Regions from separate parts of the Sus scrofa genome. Here region 1 is linked to region 2. Evidence: chromatin contacts called from public Hi-C data. All regions are on one chromosome and are shown on one strand. The core of a region is the stretch at or near the end of the contact, and the rest is flanking DNA. Distances in the headings are between cores, read along the strand shown. Region 1 overlaps BBS9 (protein PTHB1). Region 2 holds the start of LOC106508213.

The links. A called contact is a pair of places that touch in the nucleus more often than the background predicts.
Region 1: a contact with region 2 is called in a Hi-C map of liver, with 2.1 times the contacts expected there. The contact joins the enhancer-like site here to the promoter of LOC106508213 in region 2. A contact is called at or near these places in 1 of 5 promoter capture datasets (liver) and 11 of 47 Hi-C or Micro-C datasets (adipose tissue, embryonic fibroblasts, fetal heart ventricle and 6 more).

Annotation. Positions count from the first base shown.
Region 1 is chr18:39,849,768-39,854,166 of Sscrofa11.1, forward strand. The region is part of intron 25 of BBS9 (protein PTHB1); the gene reads right to left. Among named protein-coding and RNA genes, the nearest start is that of BMPER, 190 kb to the left of the region's middle. Within about 2 kb of position 2,239, at least 12 of the 83 cell types and tissues checked have an H3K27ac peak or open chromatin away from gene starts, as enhancers often do. A contact at or near this core is called in liver, where this site is marked.
Region 2 is chr18:39,661,640-39,666,322 of Sscrofa11.1, forward strand. It overlaps LOC106508213, which reads left to right and starts at 1,826. Exons shown (of 2, transcript XM_013990847.2): 1 at 1,826-1,953; 2 at 2,082-3,938. The coding sequence starts at 2,156. The coding sequence ends at 2,794. It overlaps BMPER (BMP-binding endothelial regulator protein), which reads right to left and starts at 2,371. Exons shown (of 15, transcript XM_013990842.2): 1 at 1,686-2,371; 2 at 542-627. The coding sequence starts at 1,818. BBS9 (protein PTHB1) reads right to left here. Exons shown (of 30, transcript XM_021079336.1): 30 at 2,081-3,691.

The sequences.
Region 1 (4,399 bases), core at 989-3,488, 190 kb after region 2:
CATTGTTTAAACATATATTGGCAAAATGTGAACGTCTGATTACATGTTCCTTGTAGGGTGGGCTGGGGGGAAGCAAGTACTCTCATATACTGCAGGTGGAAGTAAAATTTTATACAATAGCTAGGAGCGAAATTCGAGACTCTTCCATCAAACAGGAAAATGCTTTGACCCAGACACTCCACCTGCAGGAATATAAGCTACATTTCCAGGACTGACAGCCAAATGCAGCCTCTGACACCGTCTCTGCTTACAGCAAGTTTCAAAAACTCTCACCGGATGGGGACAGTTTTCACACAATGGCGGACAGAAGCTACAACACGCCTGACAAAATCACACTTGCTGATATTGGCCAGGATATTTCTCACAGCTGGTCCTCTTTCCTCAGGATCTCACACCTCTCAGCACATCCAGCTATCTGATCTCACAGCCCAGCACCCCTGAGTCTTCAAACAGTGAGAAACCACAACTGAGATGGGTAGTCCCACCACAGATTACTCTGAGATGTGATCTGAATTAAAGTCGCCCCTCCTTTTTTCTAATTCACGTCTACTAATTTCATCATACAGAAGTGATTATCCCAATTTCTCTGAATTTCGTTTGACAACCTGCCCTTTCACTTCAAATGTATGCCATGTTTCTAGAGAAGGTTTTGGTCAAAAGCACCCTCCTTCCTTATACTTATGAAGCTATGCACACTCTTCTCTGCCTTTTCATAATTCCACATTCTGAGGGACAATATGAAAAGTGACGTGAACTTTCTTTACCAAAAATGGTCACGATTCTAATACAACATACGCCGTCTCTATCTCATTCTTCATTTTCTCCCAAATCAGTACAGCCCTTCCTCTCTTCTTGCTCTGCTGTTGGAATAAGAGAGAACCAGGTGTTGGGTCCTGGCCTGATGGGAAAGGCAGCGTTCAAAGGGTTAATTCCTTCCCCCCACAGAGTAAAGCGTTTTGCTGACTCAATGTGCGATGGGAGGACCAAATTCAATTTAGCTGCAGTCAACAGGAAAGTAGGAAGGAAAATAGGATTTAACAAACAAAGCATTAAAAAAAAAGAAAAAGGAGTCCACAGCAGGAAATAATTATTTGGGTAATTGTTCGCTTTGTGAAAGGCTGGCCCGTATGAATATCCATCAGGATGCGATGTTGTGTCCGGGGTTTCTGCACAGCACCCTGTCTGGTCTAATTAGTTACAAAAGCAGTTCTTTGGGCTGAAGAAATTTGCAATTGTGTTGTATTTCAGGGGAACGAACACATATGTCATTGAAGTGGAGTCTGGCACCAGCTTATGCTGGTGAAACCTCAAGTGGTCGTCCAGAATGGAATCAATACGAAAGGAAGCTCTGAATGCCAACAGAAGTGGTTTACAAAAATAATTCACTGACCATTCCATCTGCCTCGGATTAAGCATGTTAAACGGTTCAGTTCAAGTTAACATTTTTAATATATAGATATACATAAGTAAACAAAACCACATATTTTTATCAAATATTTGCATTTGAAAACCCCCACTAATGCACACAGAACTGGGGTTGAGGTCTTTCATCTGACCATATACTTTTCCCCTTAGAACATTTCTACTAAAAACATGTAATCTGAAAGAGAACTCAGATTGTCCCCTTAGAGAAGAGTAAACCCCCTTTGGAAAGGAAAGTGAAAATAATATTTTCAGAATAAAAACCTTTCAATCTGTAAAAGGAGTTTTATAGCTTAGCCTTAGGAGAGTCAGCCAAAGGTTCAATTGAAGGGGAACAGAGGGGTCTTGGGGAACCTAGACCTAGCAGTTTAGTTTATTCACTGTCCCCACAGTGGGTGCTGGAACCAAATCAACAATCTGTCGATACCATAAAAATGTTAATTTGTATGTAAAATCCATTGAAGATATGTTAGAATCACATAAATTACAATTCTAAGAAGGTGACATGATGTCATAGTTAACTAGCACAAAATGTCAACATGTATTGAATACTTATTAACCTAAGTCCTACTCATGTAATCACCACAACCGCCCAGTGAGGTAGGTATTTTATTACTACTCCTGTTTAACAGATGTGGTAACTGAAGCACAGAGCGATTAAGAAACTTGTCCAAGGTCACACAGCCAGTAAGTACATGAAGCCTGGACTGGGATCCAGATAGTTTGACCCCAGGTCATGCTCTAACCTGCTCCCCATGTACATAAAAAAGTCAAAAGAGCGGCCAAACAGAAACCCAGAGCAGTTCCCCAGAGCAAGTCCTAAGGGCAGACAGAGCAAGGTTCACCTACTCGCCTGGGGCCCTCCACCTCCGGTTGAAAGCCCACACCCGACCCGTCACAGGGCTGCCCTCCTTATTTTAAAATAAAGGGGCCCTCCATCCACTAGTTTTTCACTACCCGACTCAGTTCCTGGCCTGCCTAGACCCTGTCTGCCTCGCTCCTCACCTATGGTGAGGAGGGTAGCATGGGATAACTTGCACATTCCATCAGGGGAAGGAAGCTGGCTGCTTTCCTGGGAACAAATTCCCGGATCCGCTACCAGTTGACTTTGCAGGCTGTCAAACTCAAGCCCTCCAAGTGAGCATGTACTGCCCCGTCACGTTTAGGCTTTAGTGTTCCTGTGGGGTCACAAGATCCTTGGCTCTAGATTATCTGGTAGGAAGTAGAGAAGGAACAGGAGGACAAAGTCCTAATGACTCATGAGCATCCACCACGAGCTCATGCAGTTATTACCATGATCACCACTCCCCACAGATCTCATTTAAGCCTGATAGCATCTCTGACTATGGATGATGAAACCAAAGCTCAGGGTGTGTAAGTGTTTCGCTTGACATCACGCAGGCAGCAAATGCCAAAGAGGATTTGCGCTGGATCCTGACTCCAAAGCCTTTGCTTTGTTTCCCCGGTGATGCCTGGCTGCCCCACCACCAGCCTCAAAGGCTACTGTGTGCAAATTTGTCAGAAGTGTCCTTACTCAGGACACATCGCTGCCAACTGCCAGAACATTGTCATGAGCATTACAAAAATCTTTGGGAGAAATGGCATCCCTGTCGGGTTATTCATGTCCCCCAGCACGTTCTGGGATGGGCCCGACTGAGCCCCTACGCGACCCCGCCATCCTCCCTACTTGGGCAGAGGCACAGGCCGCTCCCGTTTGGGCTGAGCAAAGCGGTGGAGAGTTTCCAGCACTCAAGGTAACGGGAAATGTTCAGCAAAGTAGGTGAAAAGCCTTGTCTAACATTTCCATTTACCTACTTTGTCTGAATAAGTGTCATTAATTCAAACCATTTCAAAATGGGGCTTGATGATGTGTGAGAGCGGAAGCCCCTGAGCACCAGGCCGCCCCGCACCACATCCTCGCTGACGCTATCTCTTGCCTGAAGCGATCAATTGAACCCCGGCAAATGTGCTGTGAATATTGCAGCTAAACCCACCGCTAATGCGCGGGTGTCTGTGCGCGCAGCCGCAGCCGGGACGGGGATGGGGCGGCCGCAGAGGCTGCTCTTCGCAGATACACTCCCCCCATCCCAGCCCCGCCTGACTGCCCTCCCTTCTCTAGCTACCCCCTCCTTCTCAAAGCCCCCCACTTAGAAACCGCGCGAGGCCCACTTCAAACAAGAAAAAAGATGGATGAGCATAGTTTTCCCTCTAGGAAATACCCCCGCAAATCAACTGCTTCTCTTAGTGCTCGCTGCTAATGCTTTTCATATAGACAGCGGTGTTCTTACAGCCTCAATAATACTGTAAAAATTCTGCAGCCAGAAGGAAAACCCATCCCTTTGCAAAAGCAAGAGTAAAGTCTGAAAGCTTAGCAACGTACAACTTTAATATTTTGGTTGATAACATGCCATGGACTCAGAATATTTTCCATTTCCTCTTTGTCCTTTTTCCAGTGATTTCAAAGGACTTTATTAAATCTATCAAAACCTAAATATGGTAAATTAGGTGACTTTTTTTTTTCTTCTAAAAAATACACAAGAAAGGTATATGCATCCAAATAAGTCTCATCCTCTTCAAAGTAGATTCCTATATGGGATTTGGACTTGTTTCAGTGATCCCCTTCCTTCTCCAGCACACACGCACACACGCACAGTTGTTTATCTGTGTGAGAAATTCTTTTGCAATTGAGTTTAGCACCAGCATAACATTTTGAATATCTTTCATGGGTGCACAGCATGATTTGTGGGAAAAGCCCAAGATACTGAGTGCCATGTCTGATGTCTTTAAAAAACAATGAAGTGGGACTCTAGTATTTGAGGGTTTAAATGAGATTGTACCAGAGGGGGAGAAAAAAAAGCTGATTTTTATCACATGGCTTATAAGTGGGATCTACCTGCCAGTTCAGGGCAGCAACTGCCAACATGTTCTGAGCAGAGTGAAGCAGCACTGGCGCAGTGGATTCTGGGAATGTTTTGGA
Region 2 (4,683 bases), core at 576-3,075:
GTCCCTTCTGACTCATGCTTCCAAACCAGAAATATAAAGGCTGTTTTTGAGAGCTTCGGGTATAAGAGGCAAAGAAATCCAAGATTACGTCTTATCCTCATGTTTGTGCTTTGTGACTGTCACCTCTCTTTCCCCTTGTCACATACTCTGTCCAGACCTTTATACCTAAATGTTATTTTCACACTGAGCTCAGACAACAGAGTCAAGGCAGAAAGTTTGGTGGCACTTATGATTGGGTGTCAATAGCCATTCCTAGGAACCGAAGTGCAAGTGGTGATTGACACTGCGACAATGTCATGTGAAGTCCACCTTAAGTTTACTTCTGCAACATGATGTCACAGATAAAAATTCCCAGCCTGATGAAATGGAAATTGCCAAAGTCCATAAAACTCAGAAATCCAACTGAATGCAATTCTCCAGCTATGTGCAGTTTCGTAACGAGCAAAAGAAATTTTATAGATCTGGTTATATTACTACATTGAATAGATTCACCTTGTCGGAAGGAGCAGTTGACTTCTCATTACCTGATCTCCATACTCACCATGCAGACACACATTATACAAGGGTTGTCGGTGATAAATGGAATCTGGAGGACTTCACCTTCATTTTCACATTTTGCCACTGAACCTGAAGGGAGGGGAGAAAAAAACGCTGCTTAAACTTAACTTAGTGACATTATTACAAAAAAACAGAATTTTCACATTGATCCTTTTTGAAACAACCATACCCAAATTTCAGAAGTTCCTAACGAGTTTTAAACTATCAAACGCACCAAAACAGCCCCCCCCCATCTATTTTAAGTAGTTTTATTGGAACAGGTTTTTTTTTTTTTTTTTTTTAAGCTGTGCTGTATCTCCTCTCAGATGGTTTAATCACATTTCTAAATATTTCACTGGATCTTTAATAATACTCCTTTACGAAGGCATTGCAACTAAACACACACTCCCATATGCAAAAAACTCAAACTGGCCATTAGGGCAGATTTTAAATTTGAGAAAAATTCAGAACTATGTCAATGAACAGGCCTTTATATGAATCTGCCCCATATTGCCCTGAATGGAAATCAGTTTTTGAAACATAATCTTCTTTGCTCTTCTGTTAGAAATTGACTCAATATTTTCTTTTCTGCACCAGGTGTCAGTAAAGTATGTCCTTCAGAATAGCAGCTGAGGTCTTCACCTGCCTGAAAGCATATAATTATTATATCTTGCTAGTATTACCCTGTTAAAATATGATAGTTTCTTCAAAGTCAAGGTCTGGAGAGCGGGTGCTTTAAAAAGCACTCCTACTACAGAAGCTCTATTGGAACCCCATAGCGTGAGAAAGGCCGATGGGTGGAAATGGTACAATTTGTTTCCTTAATCATATACGCGAGAAGAGTCTAAATAAAGGTTAAAAAAAAAACCCTAAAAATAAATAATGGAGCTTCTCAAATTCTAATAGAAGGATTTCCGTTATCATCATAGTATCGATGTTAACAGCCGCCCGGCCCTCCACCCCTTACCCGACTCACTACCTTCCCACCCCTTCACCCCGCGGGCTTCGCTTCATCCCCAACCGCCAGCGAGGGGCAGGCTCCAAGGTGCTCGCTCCCCACCCTCCCGTTCCCGGGGCAAGCCAGCGCCTCCTCTCCCAGGTACCAAGCCGGCGTCCGGGGGGCCGGTCCCTCCCGCCCCCTCCCCTACCTGTCAAGAAGGAGGAAGCCAGAGACATGGGGACCCCCGAGCAATTGAGCAGCAGCAAGACGCAGCAGGTAATCCCAGGCGAGCGCCGGCAGGGACGCTCAGCCAGAGCCCTGACGCCGGAGAACCAGAGCATCGTCACCTGGAGGGAATCCCGGACGACTGCAGGTCCCGCGCCGCCGCCTCTGCTCCGCTACCACCGCTCGCAGTCAAAAAGGGCTCTCAGCCGGCGAGTCGGGAGACAGTCCGCGAAGGAGGGAGGCGGGCGCCCGTGAGCCTGGGCGGGGGGCGAGGGGGGAGGCGGGAGAGGGAGGCGAGGGGTGGGGGGCACCCAGGGAGGAGGGGTCCTGAGGCCAGGCTCCTCCAATGCGGCGTTTTTTTTTTTTTTTTTTTTTTTAGGAGTTGCTTGCAGCGGTTTAGTTGTCGCTCCCTCCGCGCCAGAGAGAGGGCCGGGTGCAGGGGGTGTCGGAGCGATGGGAGATAGGCACAGAGGAGTCGCTGCGCTGCCCGGTGCGCACCGCTTGCTCCGCCGCTGCCGCCGCCCGGGCAGCAATGACTGCGCCCGGAGCTGCCGCTGCTGCCGCGTCCTCCACTCCTGCACTCCTACCTCCTGCCGGCCCCGCGGGCTCTACGCCGGGCCAGCGCGCACGCTCGCTCGCTCAGGCGCGGGAGACCGGGGCGCACCGGGCGCCTCCGGGAGCCCGCTGGGGGCGCCCCGGCGCAAGTGGGATTGCAGAAGCCGTGAGCGGGGCACTCATGATCCGCCGGGCGTCCAGCCCTCTCCCCAGCCCTGGGAGGGAGGCTGCTTGCCCCGGGGTGCGGATCGGAGCGTGGCAGGCGCGTCTCCATCGCCCAGAGCGCGCGGCATCTCCTCCCTTTCCCCGGGGAACCCTTCACTAACCCAGGATGCCGCCCCATTCCTGCTCACAACGGTTCCAACCCAGGGAGGAAGCAGAATGCGGGGCTCTGGGGGCCTCACCACCACTGCTCATTTCCAGGTGCCCCAGCTTTGGGAAGGAGCGACGAACGGGGCGACGGGGGCGGGGGGGGGGGTTGGGCTGCAACTTTTCACTCCCTGCTTTGCTTCCCTCTGGCGGGGGCACGGCAGCTGACTCACGCGCGGAGCGGACAGAGGAGCCAGGGGCCTTCGAGATCTGTGCTCTGGGCTTACGTGTCTGCGCGTCGTGGCACTAAGGACGACAGAAGCTGAAAGGACACGCAAGGCCGATTAATAAACGCACAGAAGCGAACGCTTTTCGCCCTTAAAAGAGAAAAAGAAAAAGAACAGTCCCTCCGGGACTCCTCCCTTAACCCCGGGGCGGACTGGGGCGGGGAGGTGCGGTTTGACTAATCGTTCATTCACCGGAGAAAGAGGGAGGGACCCACGCGGCGGCTAATCTCTGGCAAAAACCGGCACAGCGGTCTCGGCCGCTCGGAGTTCTCGCCTCCGCAGCCCTGGGTGTCCAGGAGCCCGATCCTCAGGCCCCGGGTCCCTGGCCGGATCGAGGCCTCCCGCTCAAGCCATGGCACCCTCTGCTCAGGGGGGTGGGGGGAGTGGGCAGGGGGTTGCAAAGGAGAAGAAATTTGGAATGTGAAATTAGAGGACGCTTGGCAAGTATTGGGACCTGATAACCAGCTGTCTTCAGAGCGCATTGTGGAACGCCAGCTTCCTCTCCCCAAGAATGGAAACTGGGGGCCTCACCCGCCCCTCCTTCTGTCGCGTCCCCCTGGGTGGATCTGAAGGGCAGTCACCAACTAGCCAGGCACGTTTCTCAGACGGACGCACCTAACAATTTCCCAGCAAAGGGGGTTGTCTAGTCGAAGAAACTATACTTCTGCAAATGTTTGCCTACAGGTTTACAGTTTCCTCTTAAACCCTCCTCGGTTTCCTCCCCCCACGGGGGGGGGGGCTGTTTATTTGTTTTTTGTTTTTAAGTAATTGGAGCCTTCATTTAAGGCAGCAGTGCCCATATCCCACCACGCCGAGGAGCGGATAGGAGCGCATTGCTCTGAAAGAGAAAAAAAAAGTAAGAGAAGGGAAAGCTGTCATTAGTTTAGCACGCTCCATTTCCTTCTCAAAACAGATTTTTAGTGTAAAACTCAAGTTAAAAGAGAAGAAAGATGATGTGTGGTTGCTTTTTCCCCTCCTCTAAATAACCACCATGGCCAGGCAGCTTCTTGAAACTAAGAGTGTTAAATGTATTTACTAATGATAAAGAGACCATGCAAAAAAAAAAAAAAAAAAAAAAAAAAAAATCTGTAAATCCTGCCTTACCTCGCAAACCAAAGTGACCCGTGAAAAAACTTTTACTACTACGGATAAGTACTGTCAGTGGAAACCACTACCTCCTTTATCTAAAAAAGATACTCTCTGCATGGGGCTTTGAGATAAAGATGTTACTTGTGACTTAATTAAGGAAAATGGAATGGGGGGGTGTGCTGGGAGACCTTTCATTGGCTAGACTTCAGCAGTAGATCTGGTTAAACTCACATTATGGAATTGCAGGATATTTAGAGAGTGCTTGGTAGTTGCTCAGATGTTCCTTCCCTGACACCAGCCATACATCCTCAAGGGTTCACTTGACAAAAGCATTTATGATGGAACCTAGGTGTGTGTGGCATTTCTCAAACTAGGGATGTGGTGCTTTGGGGTGCACTTGAACTTTCCCTTGAGGTACAAATCCAAAAACCACCTGGAAAACATTTTCATCTGCCTGGAAGTTTACCAATGGGAAAGATGTACAGAAGCCTTCAGCAAACCTGTTTGTCCTAATTGGTTGCCACCAGTGATTTCCACTGCTGCCTTCTTGGCAAATGGACCCTACTTTTGGAAGAGCGTCCTTCTCCCCAGAAAGCTTATCGGCCTTCCACTGACAGCCACCACCCCTTCAAGTGACAGTCTATCACCTGCCAGTTGGCTTCTGTCTACACAGGGCTGAGATATGCTGGGGTCAAGAAAAAAAAAAGCAGCAGCCATGCCCTGAAAAGCATATAGATCTCC